Regions from separate parts of the Mus musculus genome. Here all the other regions are linked to region 3. Evidence: chromatin contacts called from public HiChIP or PLAC-seq and promoter capture Hi-C data. All regions are on one chromosome and are shown on one strand. Each heading gives the region's core, a stretch centred on a gene start, on an enhancer-like site or on the middle of the called end of the contact. The rest is flanking DNA. Distances are from core to core; before and after follow the strand shown.

The links. HiChIP or PLAC-seq counts read pairs in DNA pulled down with a chosen protein or histone mark. Capture Hi-C pulls out chosen DNA fragments and counts their contacts.
Region 1: a promoter capture Hi-C map of pancreatic islet shows a contact between it and region 3. The contact joins the promoter of Rhbg here to the promoter of Nes in region 3. A contact is called at or near these places in 1 of 39 promoter capture datasets (embryonic stem cells), 1 of 15 datasets of contacts at CTCF or cohesin (embryonic stem cells), 4 of 484 Hi-C or Micro-C datasets (cardiomyocytes, cortical neurons and rod photoreceptor), 2 of 115 datasets of contacts at active chromatin or transcription factors (bone marrow-derived macrophages and pancreatic cancer cells) and 2 of 9 other capture datasets (liver and pancreatic islet).
Region 2: a contact with region 3 is called in an H3K4me3 HiChIP or PLAC-seq map of embryonic forebrain, with 2.1 times the contacts expected there. The contact joins the enhancer-like site here to the promoter of Nes in region 3. A contact is called at or near these places in 1 of 39 promoter capture datasets (embryonic stem cells), 2 of 15 datasets of contacts at CTCF or cohesin (embryonic stem cells and large pre-B cells), 3 of 484 Hi-C or Micro-C datasets (cardiomyocytes, cortical neurons and rod photoreceptor), 7 of 115 datasets of contacts at active chromatin or transcription factors (bone marrow-derived macrophages, embryonic forebrain, embryonic hindbrain and 3 more) and 1 of 9 other capture datasets (liver).

The regions. Positions count from the first base shown.
Region 1 is chr3:88,253,389-88,256,088 of GRCm38.p6, reverse strand. It overlaps Rhbg (Rhesus blood group-associated B glycoprotein), which reads left to right and starts at 1,405. Exons shown (of 10, transcript NM_021375.3): 1 at 1,405-1,620. The coding sequence starts at 1,443.
Region 2 is chr3:88,230,258-88,232,957 of GRCm38.p6, reverse strand. No RefSeq gene overlaps it. Among named protein-coding and RNA genes, the nearest start is that of Gm25641, 16 kb to the right of the region's middle. Within about 2 kb of position 1,412, at least 72 of the 459 cell types and tissues checked have an H3K27ac peak or open chromatin away from gene starts, as enhancers often do. A contact at or near this core is called in cortical neurons and embryonic forebrain, where this site is marked.
Region 3 is chr3:87,969,776-87,972,475 of GRCm38.p6, reverse strand. It overlaps Nes (nestin), which reads right to left and starts at 1,383. Exons shown (of 4, transcript NM_016701.3): 1 at 488-1,383. The coding sequence starts at 1,273.

The DNA.
Region 1 (2,700 bases), core at 156-2,655, 280 kb before region 3:
CCAAAGGAACTTCTGAAGCCCTCCCCTGACTCAGCGATTGAAGAGCTAACATCTGCTAGGCTGGGACCTTCAGGGCCTAAGCCCGTTATATCCTTGTACTAGACTATCTGGTTCCAACCCTAGGACCTAGCCCAGGGTAGACACTACATGAGTATTTATTGAGTGAATGAATGAAGAAGAGAAAAGGGGGAAGTCAGGCCCTGGAGGAGTTGTAGATGAAGGGAGGTATGGAGTTAAGAGGAGGTTAAAATCAGACCACAGCTCTCTCTTCCCCTTTCTCTAGTTCTGGGGGTATAGAAGGCTCTTCCTCCCAGACCTGCTGGAACCACCCAAGCAACTACTGACACCAAGCAGGGCTCAGGAGTCACACCTGGGACAGGAGATGGCCCCCGCAGGGGGTGACCCATAGATGCTGAGTCTTTATGCTTAACCTTCCTGCTGACTGAAGAGTGATGGAGAGTCTCTGGACAGGGCCCACATGGACCAGCTGGGAGCTGTGTCACCAGAGGCTGATCTCTGGTCTTTCATGTGCCTGGCTGGACCCTTGGCACAGGAAACCAGACAGCTAGAATCCAGGTGTCCTCCCAAGTCCACAAAAAAGGCAGGGGCAGAGGCTCAGGTCCCTGCTGAGACAGTGGAAGAACTGGACAATGAGCAGAGGGTTAGCAAGCTATCCTACTGTCCCTGCACCTGTGGACTGCAGGTTTCAGAACCAAGAGTACCAGTGTCCCTACCGGCTAGAGTCCTTCAGGGACCATGGCTGTTGGAGCTGTAATCTCAGCTCAACTTAAGGTGGTAGAGGCTGGGGCCCGAGAGATGGCTCAGCAGTTAAGAGCACCCACTGCTCTTCCAGAGGTCCTGAGTTCAATTCCCAGCAACCACTTGATGGCTCACAACCATCTGTAATGGGATCTGATGATCTCTTCTGGTGTGTCTAAAAAGAATGGCAGTGTACTCATAAAATAACTAAATACATCTTTAACAACAACAACAACAACAACAAAGGTGGTAGAGTGGTAGAGGCAACTGCTTCTGAGAGGGGCCATCTGGTTTATCTCTACAGCCAGGCAACGGAAGATCTCAGCATTAATCCGATTCCTTCCTATTAACCGAGGGAAACCAGGTAGGACCTTTAAAGGATACTAGCTTCTTGGATGCCAATCTCTCACACCAGGTTTAAAGGGGCGAGTACCTTTCCCCCTCTCTCCACCCTCTGGCAGCTGGGGCACAGTTGGGGAAGCTCACACATCACCGGTGCCTCAGCGGGGCCATGGGAAACAGGACCTGACCTGCGGGGCTAATCCCTGCCAACCTCGAGCTGAGGGGTGGGGCTCCCCAAGGAGCAGCACGGCCTCCGGGGGGCGGGGCCTCACCTTTGCGGTGGCAGGAGTCAGCTTGGCCGGCACTGCCCTGCCGGAGACCGGGAGAACACAGCCGCGTTCATGGCCCGCGTTCCCCGCCACCGGCGCCTGGTCCTGCCGCTGCTGTGCCTGCTCTTCCAAGGCGCCACTGCCCTCCTCTTTGCTATCTTTGTCCGGTACAACCACGAAACCGACGCTGCCCTGTGGCACTGGGGCAACCACAGTAACGTGGACAACGAGTTTTACTTTCGCTACCCAAGTGAGTGCGGGCGAGGGCGTGGGAAGCAAAGCCTCTAAGTCCCGGGTGTGTAGGGAAGGGCGTTGATGGGTACTCCTGCCACCAAGATGACTGCCGGGGCTTTAAAATAGTCCCCTTTCTCTAGTGTCCCTCTTGTTCCAGGCACTGCTGGGGATGGCACATGCTCTATCTCAGGCTGAGGAGAGGTAAGGCTCAGTCAGAGTCAGGGTCAGACAGTAAGGGGAGCTGGGGCTTCAATCCAGTTGTAAGTGGCCCCAGTGTTAGCTACTGTCTCACCTTCCGTTGGGGCTAATTTGACTTTGTCTAGGAGTCCAGCTTGACCACAGGAAAGAGAATCTTGGTGGGACTGCCAGGTAGGGTGCCAGAGGAGACGAGGGAGAACTAGGTGTGAAATTCCCACATGTTCAGGCGTCGAAGATTGGTTTCAGCACAAACACTCCAGGTTTGAGAGTGAGAGGACCCTGGACCCATTTGCCAGTTTCAAGGCCAGTGTGAGGCGGGCTAGGGCTGTGCTCGGTGCTGCACTATTATCTCATCTCACAGTTTAAGGTGGCTGCGGGGTGCCCATTATCACCCACCAAGGATCGCACAGCTAGAATAGCGCTTACACATCATAAACTTGACCACTGACCATTTGCCTCCTGACAAGGTTCTGGACAGGGAGTTAACCCCCTCATGGAGACAGAGCATTTCCTTCGAGGTTGTAACTGAGGCACTGGACATCTGGGACCAAGCACACTGCCCCTCCCTCTAATGCCCAAGTCAACCTTCTCTAGTTCCAGTTCCTCATCCAAGTGCCAGGAAGAAGCTGGGGGTGATGGTTTGTGCCTGTAATCTCAGTGCTCCAGTAGTGGAGGAGGGATGATCTGGAGTTCAAAACCAGCCTCAGCCACACTGTGAATCTGAGACCAGATTGAGCTAACAAAACTCTGTCTCAAACGAACAAACAAACAAACAAACAAACACCAAAAAGGAGTGAGGGAAAATGTCTGTTTGAAGGGCATGCAAAAAGCAACAAGGCTATTAAACCCACTTTCTGCCGCTGAGCTGTTGACAGGCTGTCCCCACCTCACCCTGCCC
Region 2 (2,700 bases), core at 163-2,662, 260 kb before region 3:
AGCCCCATGTTGATTCCCTGTTCTCGGGCCCTAGGGCCTTTAGCCACAGAGAGGTCAGGAGAACCTCAAGGGTTTTTTTTTTTTTTTTTTTTTTTTTTGTCCTTGGAGCTTCGAGCAGAGCAGAATTATGGGGAGGGTTAAGGTGACCCAGAATATATGCCTGTCAGAAGGTTTCCTGGGAAAGGTCTGTTACTATCCAGGTTACAGGCCTTGTTTGTACCCAGATTCACAATCAGTGCTGAGGACAGCGCAGGGGGGGAAGGCCCTGTTCCTCGTGCCTTCTCTAAGGTCTGTGGGCTGAGGGGAGAGCCGGGCACCAATGCCCAGCTGCTGTCCGGCGTTCCCACAGGTCTGGTGCCAGTGTGTGAATGAGGAAGTGTGGGAGGTGGGACTCCCCACCATCTTTTGGCTGGGATCACAGCCAAACCCCTGAGGCCCCAGGAAATGATAGAAGTGGGGGAGCAGCCACGAGGGGAGGTGGGGGTTGCCTGGCACCTCCCAGGAAGGAGAGTCCAGCGAGTCTGGCATGGGCCAAGCCTCCTGCAAGATGAATGGATGACAAGGGCCCTCTCTTCCCCAGGGCCTCTCCACAAAGGCCTTGGCTACACCATTGAATGGTGGGGGGTGGGGTGGGGGTGGAAAAGGGAACTCGGGCCACCCGAGGAAAAGTGAGATTTTTCCAAAGGCCTCTACACTCCTAGGAGAAGCCCTGGGCTCAGGCCCAACTTGGCTTAAATCAGCTGAAAGAAGAGGCAACTTTCTTAGCATTTCTGGGTCTCAGTTTCCCCAGGCCCTGGTGTTCTCTCCCCTCTTGATGTCTCTGCCCCTATCCCCTGACGGAAGTCCTAAGACCTATGCAGGAACTGTCATTCCAACCTGCCCACCATAGCCTAAGTTGTTGCAAATCAGTGGCCAGGGACTTGCTATTTGGGATCTATGTGACCTGCAGGAGCCCCAGGCCTGTCTGTGAAGGGTCTGAGGTCAGGAGCCAGTGACCTGTGAGGGACCAGGATGGCACTAGATCAGCACAGCTGCTCTCTGGGGCCCTTTCCTCTGCTAGCCTGTGTGTCCAAGAGCTTTCTGCCCGTCTGTGAACTTAGAGCCTGGGTTGTTCTTTCACGGTTCCGTAGGGCATGGTTTGGTCTCACCTATTCAGAAACCTCTCTATATTCTCTTCCATCTCTAGTTCCTCCCCAGACTGATTAGTTTTTTCCTTTGGTCAGTCCTTCCTGAAGTCTAACCTTTTATTTGTAAGTTGCCCCTCCCTAGGGGCTAGCCTTTTTCCCAAGCTACCCTGCAGCTGGAACCCAAAGGGAAAGGGAGGGGGTGACAGGCTCTATGGTAACCCAGAGAAGAGAATGCCTTCTCTCCTCATCTGCATATAGACAGACTCATCTGCATACAGACAGACTCATCTGCATATGCTCAGTGGGACTCTGAGAGCATATAAGTGAGGGCCTGCCTGGTTCCTCCCACTTCAGTCAGTCTGTGGAATCCCTTTTTAGGGAAGAACTCCTCCCTGCCCTCTTGCCCTCCTGACCCCAACTGGGTCTGGCTAGGTCTTTCAGTTACTAAAAGGCAGCTCACCCCCTGCCTCTGCTTGCTGCCACCCCAAACCCTTTCCTGGTTGGGCGGAGACCAGCACACCCACCAGATTCTCTACAGATCCCATGGGCTTCCTAAGGAGCTGCTAGTGCAAGCATGGGATTGGCTCAGGGCTGACCACTACTTCCCACCCCCATGTCCCTGAAGATTGATGCTCCAGCCTAGTAGGGGGAGGGGGTGGCAGCTTTCACTTGCTCACACAGGGACCTGCCCTTGGGACCCCAGTGCTCACAAGCTTGCTGGACCAGTAGCATCCATAGCCCTGGTCAGATCCCAGGCTCTGTCCTTTTGGGGAACGCTAGGGCTCATGGGGCTTTCCTGATGCTGAGGAACTGAGGACCCTGAGGCTGGTCCTTTCCCTCCACAGCCTCAGTTCCTCTGGAAAATGAGGGCACTTTTTGATTTGCTGAACCATGCAGGGCCTGAGCGTGCAAGGTAGACTCTCCACCCCCGAGCAGGTTGAGGTTGCGGCTGCTCCGGAGCAGTCAATGTCCGGTGTGTGTCTGTGAAGGAATGCTGCGGAGAAGCACTGCAGTGTTGGGTGTGAGTGCCCAGATGCGTGCGGATTGTTCCTGGAGGGCTTGGGGCTAAGGGCTGCCTCTTGGGAGGGAGGGTAGATGGTGGTGGATACCCCCTTTTGCTTTCTAGGTCGTAGCAATCACGCCACGTGTGATCCTGTATTTTCTGTGTTTAGACAAATTCTGGGATTCCAACTGAAGTTTCAAGGAGGTGTTCAGACAGGAAGAACTCTGGGTGAGGGCAAGAGAGCTCGAAGAGGGGGAGTCTGGGCTCTGCTCCTGCTCCCAGCAACGCGTTCAGGAGCACAGCGTTGGATGTGGGTGTTACAGGGGAAATGAGGTCAAGAGCACAATTGCTTGCTGTGGCTCTTCCGTGCTCCCTTGAGCTGTGTCAGGTTTATGGCTGACAAGTCTTGCCTGTTGTCTGACTTGCTAGCCCTATTCCTTTCCTTCTGTGTCATGGAGAGGCTAGAGAGAATGGTAGTGTGTAGCCTGCAGGACAGCGGTGTTCCTCATCTATGGACTGTCAGACCAGGAAGCCATTTCTGAGAAAAAGCCTCTACTGAGAGAGGCAGCA
Region 3 (2,700 bases), core at 134-2,633:
ACATCTGTGCAATATGAGGGGGAGGGTGCCCCAGGCCTTTGGAATGCGCTTCAGGGAGCTGAGAAGCCTTGACACAGAGAGGGGCTGGTGGTCTGCGGTGGCTCACACTGCCTTCCTTCACTATGGTTGCTAGGAACCTTCTGGTGGGGAGAGAGCATGTGTTGGGCACCTTCTGATTGACAACTGCATAGTGAAGGGCACAGGGAGTCACCCTAGAGAGGGGTTGCCATTCAAAGAGTGAGGAGCAGCTACAGTGGGTATTGGCCTGCGGGCCTTTCAAGGGGGCTGTGCTAGGAGGTCTCAGAATTCCATCCATCCTGCCTGTCTGGACAGGGAAGTCTAGGACTTGTGCTTGCTCTGAGCAAGGACTCCTGAATACAGTTGTCCTTGCCCCCACCCCTTTCCTGAAGGTCTCTTGCCATCCTAAGTACCTCCTAGGGCTTGGTTTTACCAGGGACAGGGTGGGCGTGTTGGTGACCCTCCTCACCTGGAACTTTTCAGTGGCCTGCAGCCGGTCCTGCCAGCGGCCTTCCAATCTCTGTTCCAGCGCCTCTCTGCGCTCCTGGAGGCTGTCGCGATCAGCCTGCAGCTGCTGCACCTCTAAGCGACTCTCCCGAGCGCCCCGCACGGCTTGGCCCAGACGCTCGCGGGCCTGGCCCAGCGAGCTCTCCATGTGAGCCACGCGCTCCTGGTAGTCACGCACCGCCCCGCGCCACACTTCGCCTAGGCGCCTGGCCAGCTCCTCGACTTCAGGGGCCCGGATGGGGGATGCGTGGGCCGGCGCGGGGGGTCGGCGCGGCGTACAGGCGGCCTGGGCGTTCAGGTGCGCGCGCTCCTCCTCGTGCGACGCTCGCAGAGCCTCTAACTCGCGCTCCAGCTCGGCAGCCTGGGTGCTCAGCCAGCCCCGCGCATTCTTCTCCGCCTCGAGCGCGCGCCGGCTGCAGGCCGCCTCCTCGATGGTCCGCTCCCGGGCGAGCCGCACCTGCTGGCACCGGCCCGCCACGCTCTCCAGCTCTTCGGCAAGGTTGTCGCGCTGCACCTCAGCCTCGTGCTTCTCCCGCCAGCGCTGATCGACGAGGACCCGCAGGGCTGCCAGCTCGTCGTCGGCTCGGGCTCGCCAGGAGGCGTCCCCGGACTGCGCCCGGAGTCCCCCAAGCTCGGCACTGAGCAGCTGGTTCTGCTCCTCCAGCGTCTTGACCCGGGTCAGGTAGGCCTCCAGGCGTCGATTGAGCTCCCACATCTGAAAAGATTCTTCCCCGACGCAACCCTCCATGTCGCTGGTCTGGCCCCCCGAGGGCAAGCGGACGTGGAGCACTAGAGAAGGGAGTGGCCCTTGGAGCTTTTAAGGGGGAGAAAGGGAGTAGCGGCGACAGTGACCCAGCGGAAGCGGAGGATTCCAGCAGCGAGCTGAAGCGAGGGTATTCATACTCCCGCCGGCCGGGCGGAAAAGGGGCGGTCCCTAGGCCTTAACCCTTTAGAGTTCAGTGCAACACACAGCCCGGGTCCCTGCATCATCCCAGCTCAGCAGAGAAGAATCAAATTGTAGCCTCGCCCTGGCGGGGATCCCGTCCGGTGCGGGTGATTTTCCGAAAGAGGCTTGAGATACAGCCAGACAGCCCAGAACACCCTAAGATGCACAGAACTGGGCCCCAGGACCTCCTTTCTCTACACTCTTACTCAAATCCTCTAGGACTCAGCTCCTCATTTATAAAATGGCTTGGTGTTGGAAACCTCGTGAACTGTTGGAAAAACGGACGGTGCAGTGTTTTGTGTATAACAGTAAATACTCACCCCCAAGAGAGGCAACATTGCGAAGAAACACTGCCCGAAGAAAGAGGAGCCCACTGGTACTGAGGGAAGTCTGCCAGTGCTCCGGAGGCTGAAGTAGGATTGACACCAGCCTGGGTAGTAAACACCACCACCACCCCTTTTCTTCAGATGGTTGGTATGGCTATGTAGATCAGGCAGGTCTCAGGGACGCTCCTGCCATAGCTTCCCCAGTGCTGGGATTAAATGCCTGTGCCAGTACCCCTGCCCAGTTAATGTTAGCAGACACAATGCCCAGTTCGTACCCGCAGAGGGACGTCCTACCCTACCCTACCCCGCACCAGGAAAAGGAGACTAGCAAGGGAAAGTTTTTCTCCTTTGAAGTTCGATCCCTCTTGTCATTTAGTGAAGAAGTTACGCGGCTCTCAAGAGAGCCCCCTGGTGGCTAAGCATGAAGTTTGGCGAAGAAAGAAATGAAGCTGTAGATTTTCTACAAGGGACCAATATTTCAGGCTCAAATATTTGAATGCTTGCTCCCCAGGTGGAGGACCTGTTTAAAAAGATTGGGGCCGGGCAGTGGTGGCACATGTCTTTAATCCCAGCACTTGGGAGGCAAAGGCAGGCGGATTTCTGAGTTCGAGACCAGCCTGGTCTACAGAGTGAGTTCCAGGACAGCCAGAGCTACACAGAGAAACCCTGTCTCAAAAATCCAAAAAAAAAAAAAAAAAAAAAAAAAGGATTGGGAGGAATGGCCTTGTTGGAGGAGGTGTGTCACTGGGGGCAGGCTTGTGCTTGTACATTGAGACCTGAGCTCTCAGCTGCTGTTCCAGTGCCATAACCGCCTGCCTGTTGCCATGCTCCCTACTGTGATGTTCAGGACCCGCATAGTGAGCTGAGGAGAGACTGGTTCCCACATGGCATACTGTGGCATGG